Linked DNA regions of Sus scrofa: all the other regions are linked to region 2. A link is a contact called in public Hi-C and HiChIP or PLAC-seq data. All regions are on one chromosome and are shown on one strand. The core of a region is the stretch at or near the end of the contact, and the rest is flanking DNA. Distances in the headings are between cores, read along the strand shown.

The links. Hi-C and Micro-C count contacts between places; a contact is called where the count stands out from the background. HiChIP or PLAC-seq counts read pairs in DNA pulled down with a chosen protein or histone mark.
Region 1: a contact with region 2 is called in an H3K27ac HiChIP or PLAC-seq map of alveolar macrophages. The contact joins the promoter of CS here to the promoter of MYL6 in region 2. A contact is called at or near these places in 1 of 5 promoter capture datasets (liver) and 2 of 2 datasets of contacts at active chromatin or transcription factors (alveolar macrophages and skeletal muscle).
Region 3: a Hi-C map of liver shows a contact between it and region 2, with 2.2 times the contacts expected there. The contact joins the promoter of RAB5B here to the promoter of MYL6 in region 2. A contact is called at or near these places in 2 of 47 Hi-C or Micro-C datasets (liver and skeletal muscle) and 1 of 2 datasets of contacts at active chromatin or transcription factors (skeletal muscle).

What each region holds. Positions count from the first base shown.
Region 1 is chr5:21,699,165-21,701,864 of Sscrofa11.1, reverse strand. It overlaps CS (citrate synthase), which reads left to right and starts at 1,302. Exons shown (of 11, transcript NM_214276.1): 1 at 1,302-1,349. The coding sequence starts at 1,308.
Region 2 is chr5:21,557,933-21,560,632 of Sscrofa11.1, reverse strand. It overlaps MYL6 (myosin, light chain 6, alkali, smooth muscle and non-muscle), which reads right to left and starts at 1,308. Exons shown (of 7, transcript NM_001163997.1): 1 at 1,275-1,308; 2 at 984-1,011; 3 at 1-121. The coding sequence starts at 1,277. It overlaps MYL6B (myosin light chain 6B), which reads right to left. Exons shown (of 8, transcript XM_003126266.3): 5 at 2,625-2,700; 6 at 2,062-2,139; 7 at 1,875-1,912; 8 at 1,638-1,748. The coding sequence ends at 1,884.
Region 3 is chr5:21,371,945-21,374,644 of Sscrofa11.1, reverse strand. RAB5B (ras-related protein Rab-5B) reads right to left here and starts at 1,312. Exons shown (of 6, transcript XM_021091797.1): 1 at 1,189-1,312. CDK2 (cyclin dependent kinase 2) reads right to left here. Exons shown (of 7, transcript NM_001285465.1): 7 at 2,642-2,700.

The DNA of each region.
Region 1 (2,700 bases), core at 53-2,552, 140 kb before region 2:
GCACAGCAGAATAAAGATCCAGTTTGTCACTGCTGTGGCACGTGTTCATCCCTGGCCCAGGAAATCAGGCTGCAGGCCTTGGCCAAAGGGGGGGGGGTGAGGTGATTTTTGTTGCGGGTTGGTTTTTGACGCCTCAACTTTTTTTTTTATAGTCACACCTGTGGGTTATGGAAGTTCCTGGGCTAGGGGTGGAATCAGAACTGCAGCTGCTGGCCACAGCAATGTTGGATCTGAGCTTCTCTCATCTGTGAACTTCCCCACAGCTTGAGGCAGTGCCAGATCCTTAACCCACTGAGCGAGCCGGGGATAAACCTGCATCCTCATGGACACTATGTCAGGTTCTTAACCCACTGAGCTACAGTGGGAACTCCAAGCTCATCTTTCAGCTAGATAGATGTGGGGTGGACTGGCTGTGTGGGGTTATGTGACTGGAGTGGCACTGAAACTAATGATCTGTACCCAGAGGGCCTGACCTGCACCGGAAGCCTTCATATTAAGGGGGCCTAGTAAGATTTGGATTTCTTGGCACTAGACACAAAACTGAGAGTCCGCAAAAACCACTGGATATTCAGGGACCTACCTCAGCTTTCCTTCTCCACATTCTGGGGTCTGTTGGTATCTACAATGCCATGGCTTCCGCTTGCCTCAAATGACCTCCACCAAGTAGCTAACTCTAACATCACTGCCTCTGTCCACATTGTATCACCTCTATGGCCATTAAGTCATTGACCAAAGACACTGTTCAAGATAGCATGCCAAAGAAGTAGGACCACTTGCATTGATAGTGTATTAAGGGGTTGACTTCCGAGGACCTTTAAAAATCGAAGTCCTTAGCGCTTTTTCACTAAAAGCCATCTCAGAATTAACCCCAACTGTGGATAAGGGTTAAGGAGAAAGCCTAAGAAGGAAGTTAACTGGGGTCTCAGGCACATACTTAGCCACCTATACGCTTCCCCCCGCCCTTACACCCTTAATTAGCCTACCTCGGACGGTCCAATCCTCCCCATCACAACTGCTGTCAACGGCTTAGGGCCCGCCCCCCACGCAGGCCGGACCAATGGCCGAGCCCGGAGCAAGCCCTTGAGAGGGGGCGGGAGCGGGTTCCGGGCGGTAGGCGGGGCTTCCTTGAGGACCCCGGGCTGGGCGCCGCCGCCGGCTCGTCTACCCTTTCCCTCAGCAGCCTCCTTTCAACCTTGTCCCCCCCCCAAGCCAGCGCGGCTTCTGGGGCAGCGGCGGCGGCAGCTCCCGTTCCTGCCGCATTTCTCTTCCCTCCTTCCCTCCCCGCCAGATCTCCGAATTCGCCTGCCATGGCCTTACTCACTGCGGCCGCCCGGCTCTTCGGAGCCAAGGTGAGTAACTAAGGGAGGGAGCGCGCCGTCCTGGGGTGGGGCTGAGGAGACTGCAGGCCCTCAAGCTCCGGGGTCTCCCTCCCCTACCCAGACGCACTCCAGCGCGTCTTAAAGGCACCCTGCGCTTGGCTGGCCGCCAGCCCTGCCTGGAGCTCCCAGGGCCATGTGCTTCGCTGGCCTTCCGGCCCCTGGGGTGAAAGGAGTGCTACTCGCCCGGCTTGCGGTCTTGGGTGGGTGGGGAGGCCGGACCCTACTGTCACCTCGCATGTCTGGAGCGGCGGGGTCGGGGGTGCGGGCGGATGCTTGGCCTTGGAAAAAGGAGCCGCTAATGCAGAACATAGGTGTTGTGTTCCATTGGAGTTAGGAAAAGAGCCTGTTTGGAGGAGGGGGCGGGGTAAGACAAGTGGCCGCGGTAAGACAAGCGGCAGGGGTGAGCAAGTGTGCTCACTCTATCCCTGGACCAAAGCTGGAGCAGTAGCTAATTTCGGCTTCTGCTTTGTAGAAAGGGCCTTGTCAGTTTCTGAACTGCCTGCTTGCATTTTTCCACCCAGTTACTTTAGTGATCAAGCCGTAGCAGTCCTTGCTAGAGGAATGCGACCCTGGGTCCTCTTTGTCCTTGGAACTCTTGTACTTTTTATGTAGGAGGAGCTTGGGTGGGTGGAGCGCCTGTGTAAAACCTTCTTCATGATTATCACATATGATTGGAGAAAGAACCGGAAAAGTTATTTGCCCAAACTGCAGGCTAAGTGAAGATCCAGGGCAGAAGATAGTAATTCCAAGGTTACATGACTGGTCCTCCTACTTACTCACTCAGGTTTTGTTATTAGTTCGCTCTACCTAGGAGAGGTTCTTCTTATTCTGTGGGGTCTTTTACTTGACTTTTGCTACCCCTGGGACCATAGGAGTATTGTTGCAGGTAATGGTGCTTTCAATTTCATATTGCCAAAATTACTTTTGTCGCTGGGTAACTTGACCCTTTAAACAGAGAAACTGCTGTGCTGAGGGGAGTCCCAGCCTTCTAATCCAAGGAGGGACAGTTCCACAAGTGACCTTGACTCCTGCAAAGAACTTATACTTTCTCTTTTGCAGACAGATTAAAGCTGCCAGCACCTGAAGGGAAGGAAAGGAAAACTTTAGAATGGTGTTGGCTTACTGTGTGTTATCTTGCATGGCTGGCAGACAAGGTGAGGCCTATAGGATTTACACTGGGGTTCTTTCAGGCACTCAGCAGCAGAGTGGAGGCTGATCATTTGGGAGATACATGTCTTATTTGACAGTAGTTCTCCCACTGCCAGAGAACAGGGTAAGGAAGCCTCTTGGGAAATGAAGCAAGTTCTAGATAGTGTTTTGG
Region 2 (2,700 bases), core at 59-2,558:
ACCTTGAGCACCTCGGCGTTGGTGGGGTTCTGGCCCAGGGCCCTCATCACGTCCCCACACTGGCTGTACAGGATCTTGCCATCCCCTGTTCGGTCAAACAGCTGGAAGGCCTCCTTGAACTCTGAGGATTCGGATAAACATCAGCACCTGGCAGGCACAGATGAACCCAAACCCTCCCTCACAGTCCCCGTTGCCCATTCAACTTTAATCACGCTGAGGAAACCAGATATTTATACCACTGTACACCCAAGCCCTCTAAGAGGGATCTAGTGTCCCTTCTTCCCAACTCAGGTGTCCCACATAAAGACAGCTCTCCTCAAGCCCTGGCAGAGTGGTAACTGCCATTTCCATACCCCCTCTGCCTACAGCAAGCCTGCCCAGCCTCCTCACTACAGTACTCAGGGCAGGAATTTGCCACCGCCCAGTCTGGGCCTTGTCCTTATAAGGAAGTGGGAGCAGCAGCCTGGGACTGGGGTCATCCCAGCCTGCCACTCTCACCCCTTCAGTACAGAAAGAAATCTTTCAGAGAGTATAGCTGCAAAGAAGCGTCCTCAACAAACTCCCCTGTACCAGCAAAACAACAGGTCACTGCTTCTTACAACCTTCACAATTCCAAGCTGGGGGAGGGGGAAAGTTAGCACAGGAGGAGAGAAGAGGCAGAAGGAGGTGATTAAGGAACAGAGGAGCACAAGCAGCTTAATACATCACTCCCGAGCCCCACACACGGCAGACATTGGTGGCCAAGCTGTTTCACATGCTCACACCACCTACAGAACTCACCCGGTGCTTGGGGCTCAGATCTAGAGTAGAAAGGGAGGGAGGAAGAAAGATTGAGAAAAGAAAATGGAGGCCCAGAAGGAGGGAGAAGGGAATCCACGAGGTACTCCCTTGTGGGTGCTGAAGAAATGACAGGTAGGGGGTAGGTGCTAGAAGGAATGTCCCTCTCCCTAAGCATGACCTCAGCGGGGTCAGAGATTACCTACCTGCGGTCTGGTCCTCGGTGAAGTCACACTGCTCGGAGAAGAGGGGAGCGATCAGCATCTTAACTCCAATCCCCCAAGCTTCCAGCCCCGTCCCAAGAACTCTGAACCACGAACTCCTGTTCCATCCTGGGCACTCTCGCTTCCCAGCAGGGCAGGCTCTCAACATCTCCAACCCCACCTCCAACCCTCAAGTCCCTTTGCCCCCTACCTTCTGCCTTCTCTTCGCCCCCTACCCCCGGCTTCCCGCCTCTCGCCCCCAATCCCGCTCATCCTCCCAGCCCCGGGCCCCACCATCTTGACTGCTTGGCTCTGCGGGACCTTTTCCTGCAGTAATGGCTCCGGTTCTCGGCCCAACCCTAGTCTTAGTACGTCCCAATGACGTCACCCTCCGTTGACCCAGCCAATAGGGATCCTGGCCCGGTCTTATGCAGATGCTGCTGCTACATTAGTAAGGAGGTGGGCGGGGCCCGCTGCGGCTCATTTTTCAGAATAGTCCTACCCGGGGCACAGAAACCGCAGAGGAGGGTGGGGTGGGGCGCAAGGAATCTCCTCCTGCGAGCCGCAGGAAAATCGGGGGATGTCGGATTTGGGAGAGGAGATCCCTCCCTTTCCTTCCTTCCCTCCCCCACCTCTGAAGAAAGCAAGAGTCGGAGGTTTAGGGGAGGAACCGTCACTTTATTTTGAAACAATAGGTGGCCTCCTAGCGGCAGGAACTTGCTTTCGCCCGCGAGGGGTAGGGGGACTCCTTGTCGAGCCCCACTGCACCTGTGGAAAAAGATGAACGTTGCCAAATCCTGGAGCTCAAGCGCGCAGCAGGACGTGGAAACGTATGTCTCTGGTAGAGGGAAGGGAAGCAGGCTGGCCTCACAAGGCGAAGTGGGAGGGCCCTACCTGTAGAGCTCAGACGCTCAGGATGTGCTTCAGGAAGGCTGCAGAGAGAGGAGGCAAGAGGGGCTTCAGAAGATGGTCTTGATAATCCATCTGACTTTAGATAATTTGGGCCACAGGACGCGCCCCCACATACGAGGAGCCTCATGCTTCCCCTCTTCCCCTGTCTCTTCAGCTCCTAGCCGCTCACCTTCATAGTTGATGCAGCCGTTGCTGTCCTCATGTCCTGCCAGAACTGTCTCCACCTCCTCTTCAGTCATCCTCTCTCCTAAACCCCAGACACAGCGTTTTAGCCCCTGCCTTCCCTCCCTCATCAACCCAGGCCTCATTCTTCTGGGTGGTACCTCTTCTCCCACCCTGGAGACTTGCCCATAGCAACAGTCCCCCAAGAGAATCCTGTCCTTGTAATGCGCATGCCTTGAATGCCTCCCAGCATCTTGCTTTCCATTTCACCTCAGTTACACCTGGTGAAAGCTCCACAGACAAGGAAACTGAATTTCAGAGGATTAAGAGACACATACCATATCACAGAGGCCAACCATCTCTTCCAAAATAGAAGCTCAGATCTCCCATCTCATCCCCTTTCCTCTGCCCTTTGGGAGGCATCTGTACCCCAGAAGCAGGCTCTGACCTTCTCGGTCTTCTGCCCATGACCTCCAGGACAGTAATCCCTCCCTGGCTCTGCCTGCTTGGCTAACCTTCTTCTTGGTTCACCCCCTCCTCTCCACCCCACAGTTCTGGTCCCTGCCTCACCCAGGGTAGTGAGGACATGTCTGAGCTCTGCTCCCATGACTTTGCCGTTCCCCTCTTTGTCAAACACGCGAAGCCC
Region 3 (2,700 bases), core at 63-2,562, 190 kb after region 2:
GGTGATGCCAACCTTCTGGAATGGAATTTCTCACTCTTCCCCAAATCCCTTCCTCAGTGATATCACCTCATATTTCCAGGCTTGGTTCCACCTAACCATTACCTGCCTGGGAAATACCCAAGTCCAAGTGCCACGAAAGTTTCCCCAACTATGGTCAGAAGGTCTCTGGATGGCTGCGGGATCCCTAAGTCCATTTCCAGTGCAGAAAATAAATCACTGATTCTCCATTGCTGGGTCAGAGACAAGGTATCCAATAAAGACCACATTATTAAGTAGGAAAGAAAGAATGAACACCCCCAAAGCCGACTTCTTAGCTTTTTCACAGGACATGAAACAGGAGGTAAGAAGAAACAGAGACTGCAGTCTAAAGTGTGTGAACGGCCAACAGTTAGAGAAAAAAAAAATTACTTTTGTCTTCATTGGCTACCCCAGGAGTACCAAAAAACTTCAAGTTACCACATCTCCACACGTAATGGGAACAAAAGCATGAGTTCTCGCAAGACCCTGAGCCTCTAGCTCACCCTTTAGCATTCCCAGCAGCTCCCATAACTGATGCGAGACCCTGCTTCCCTTGCTCCAGTTCCGAGTCTTCTAGATTAAGAAAGCTCTCTTGGCTTGTCTCGGTTCTCCCTCACTGAACCCAAATCCCTGTCGGCTCAACTCTGGAGCACCCTAGTTATTTTTATAATAGTCACTTTGCCCGAAAAGAATGCCTCTTACACAGCTAAGAACCTTTCTCTGGCCCTTCCACTGAGACCTCTCGAGAGAGCCTCAGCCCCGGTTCCCCTCGGGGCCCGGGCGTCGGGCTTGACCCCTCCTCACCTCCCGGCATGGGCTTACCTCACCCGCCGCCCCATCCCATCTCCCCAGCTCCTCCCTCTTCGGCGAGGCTCAAAGAGGCCTGCCCCTGCCCGCACGCGAGCCACGGGCCTCCCGCGCCGGCGCCCAGCCCGGCAGCCAACACCACCCAGCCGCCTTCCCGACTCACCAACTTCGGGCTCCCAGCCCGCCCGGCCCCCTCCTCAGCGCCCCCATTAGGCCTGCTGGGGCCCGGCCCCCTTCTCCCCTCTCCAGTGGGCCACTCCAACCCCTCGCGGAGGCCTAGACCCGCCTCTGCCCTCAGGCCAGGCCGCTCTCCTCTCCGGGGCGCCTCCGCCCCTGCCCTTGCGGGCTCCATCAGCCAGGTACCTGGGGCTCCGTCTCCCCCGTCGGGCCCAAGCCTGTGTCGAACAGACAAACAGCTGCAGCTCAACCAAACCCTCCTGCCCCTCCTCCTCCTCCTCGCCCTGGGGCGGGGGCCCCAGCCAATTGCACGACTACCCGCCTACCACAGAGGGTGGGCTCTGTGCGCCCTAATCCGCCAATCCTCTGGAGAAAGGCGGATCTCTTTCGGCGCTATCACCAATGAGTACGAGAAAAGGACTGGACAGACGGGTCTCTGCACCAATACAGAGAGGGAAACCTTGGAGATGGACGAGGTGAGGAGCCACTAAAGAGTGAGCTCCCCGAGATAGGGGGCGGTACACCACTAACAGGCGTGTACCTCAACCAATAAACTCTCGACATCCTCATGACCCCGCCTTTTGACTCATAAACATCTAATCAGGTGAGCGACGGAGGCGGGTCAAAGTGAAATTTTAACCAGTACTTCGAAAATTCGAGACTTGAATGGCAGGCAAGGCGGGGTCGAAAGGCTTTGGAAGGCCGCTACTGACCTCCGCCCCTCCCCCGTATTCGGCAGGCCTGCCTTCAGCGCCCCGCCCTCTATGACAAATTCGCGGGCGTAAGGGAAATACTTCTCTCCGGGACCTGGAGCCTGGGAATTTAAGTACCCTTCACATCGGTGCTTCCTCCTTTCAGTGGGGCTCCGAAGGGTGGCCCACGGGCAGTCTGAGATTTTTTTTGGTGAGATGAAACAATGGCAACTCCTAGAAGTGGTAACTTGAGGAGGCTTTAGCCCTGTTATAGTAATTTTTCATAAGACGATTGATATATTCTCAATTGTACGTAAATATGAATAAACTACTTTGGAAAACTTTACCGTTTGTGATATGAAACAAAAAGGAAAAAAAGGGGAGCTTCCTGGGAAATGCAATGTCAATGCAAATTCCCATGGAGCCCAGTTCCAAACATACTGCTGCTCCTAAACCCTAACCTTGAAATTCTGGAACTGGCACCTCGTACGTATGTGTATGGGATATATGTCTATGTGTAGGTGTTGTGGGGGCAAGGAGAGATGTAAGTTTGTGGGGAAAGAGAAGTAGGAAATACATAAGCTTCGGTTTCCCTAGCTGTAAAATCAGGGCAATAATTCCCACCTTGCCCACCCTCGGCACTATCCCAGTTGCATCACAGAGATCAAAATGGGGATGGGGTGGGTAGCCCTGCACAGAGATTAGGAAAAGGAGTCTGAAACCAATTATCGCATACATTCATATTCTCTCACACACCATTCTTTCAGTAAAACACAGAGATGAGCTATAAAACTAAGAACTTTTTTTTAATGAATTATAAACTAAATTACAAATAATGTTAACAGCAAGAACACTCAAGGACAAAAGGTTGGAGGAAAGAGACAAAATCATAAAAAGAAAAAAAAATTTTTTAAAAACATTTGCATTATAAACCCCAAGGTGCACAGGGCAACAAATCCACCCATTCCCACTTAAAAAACTACTATAACCTGAAATATAAATATAA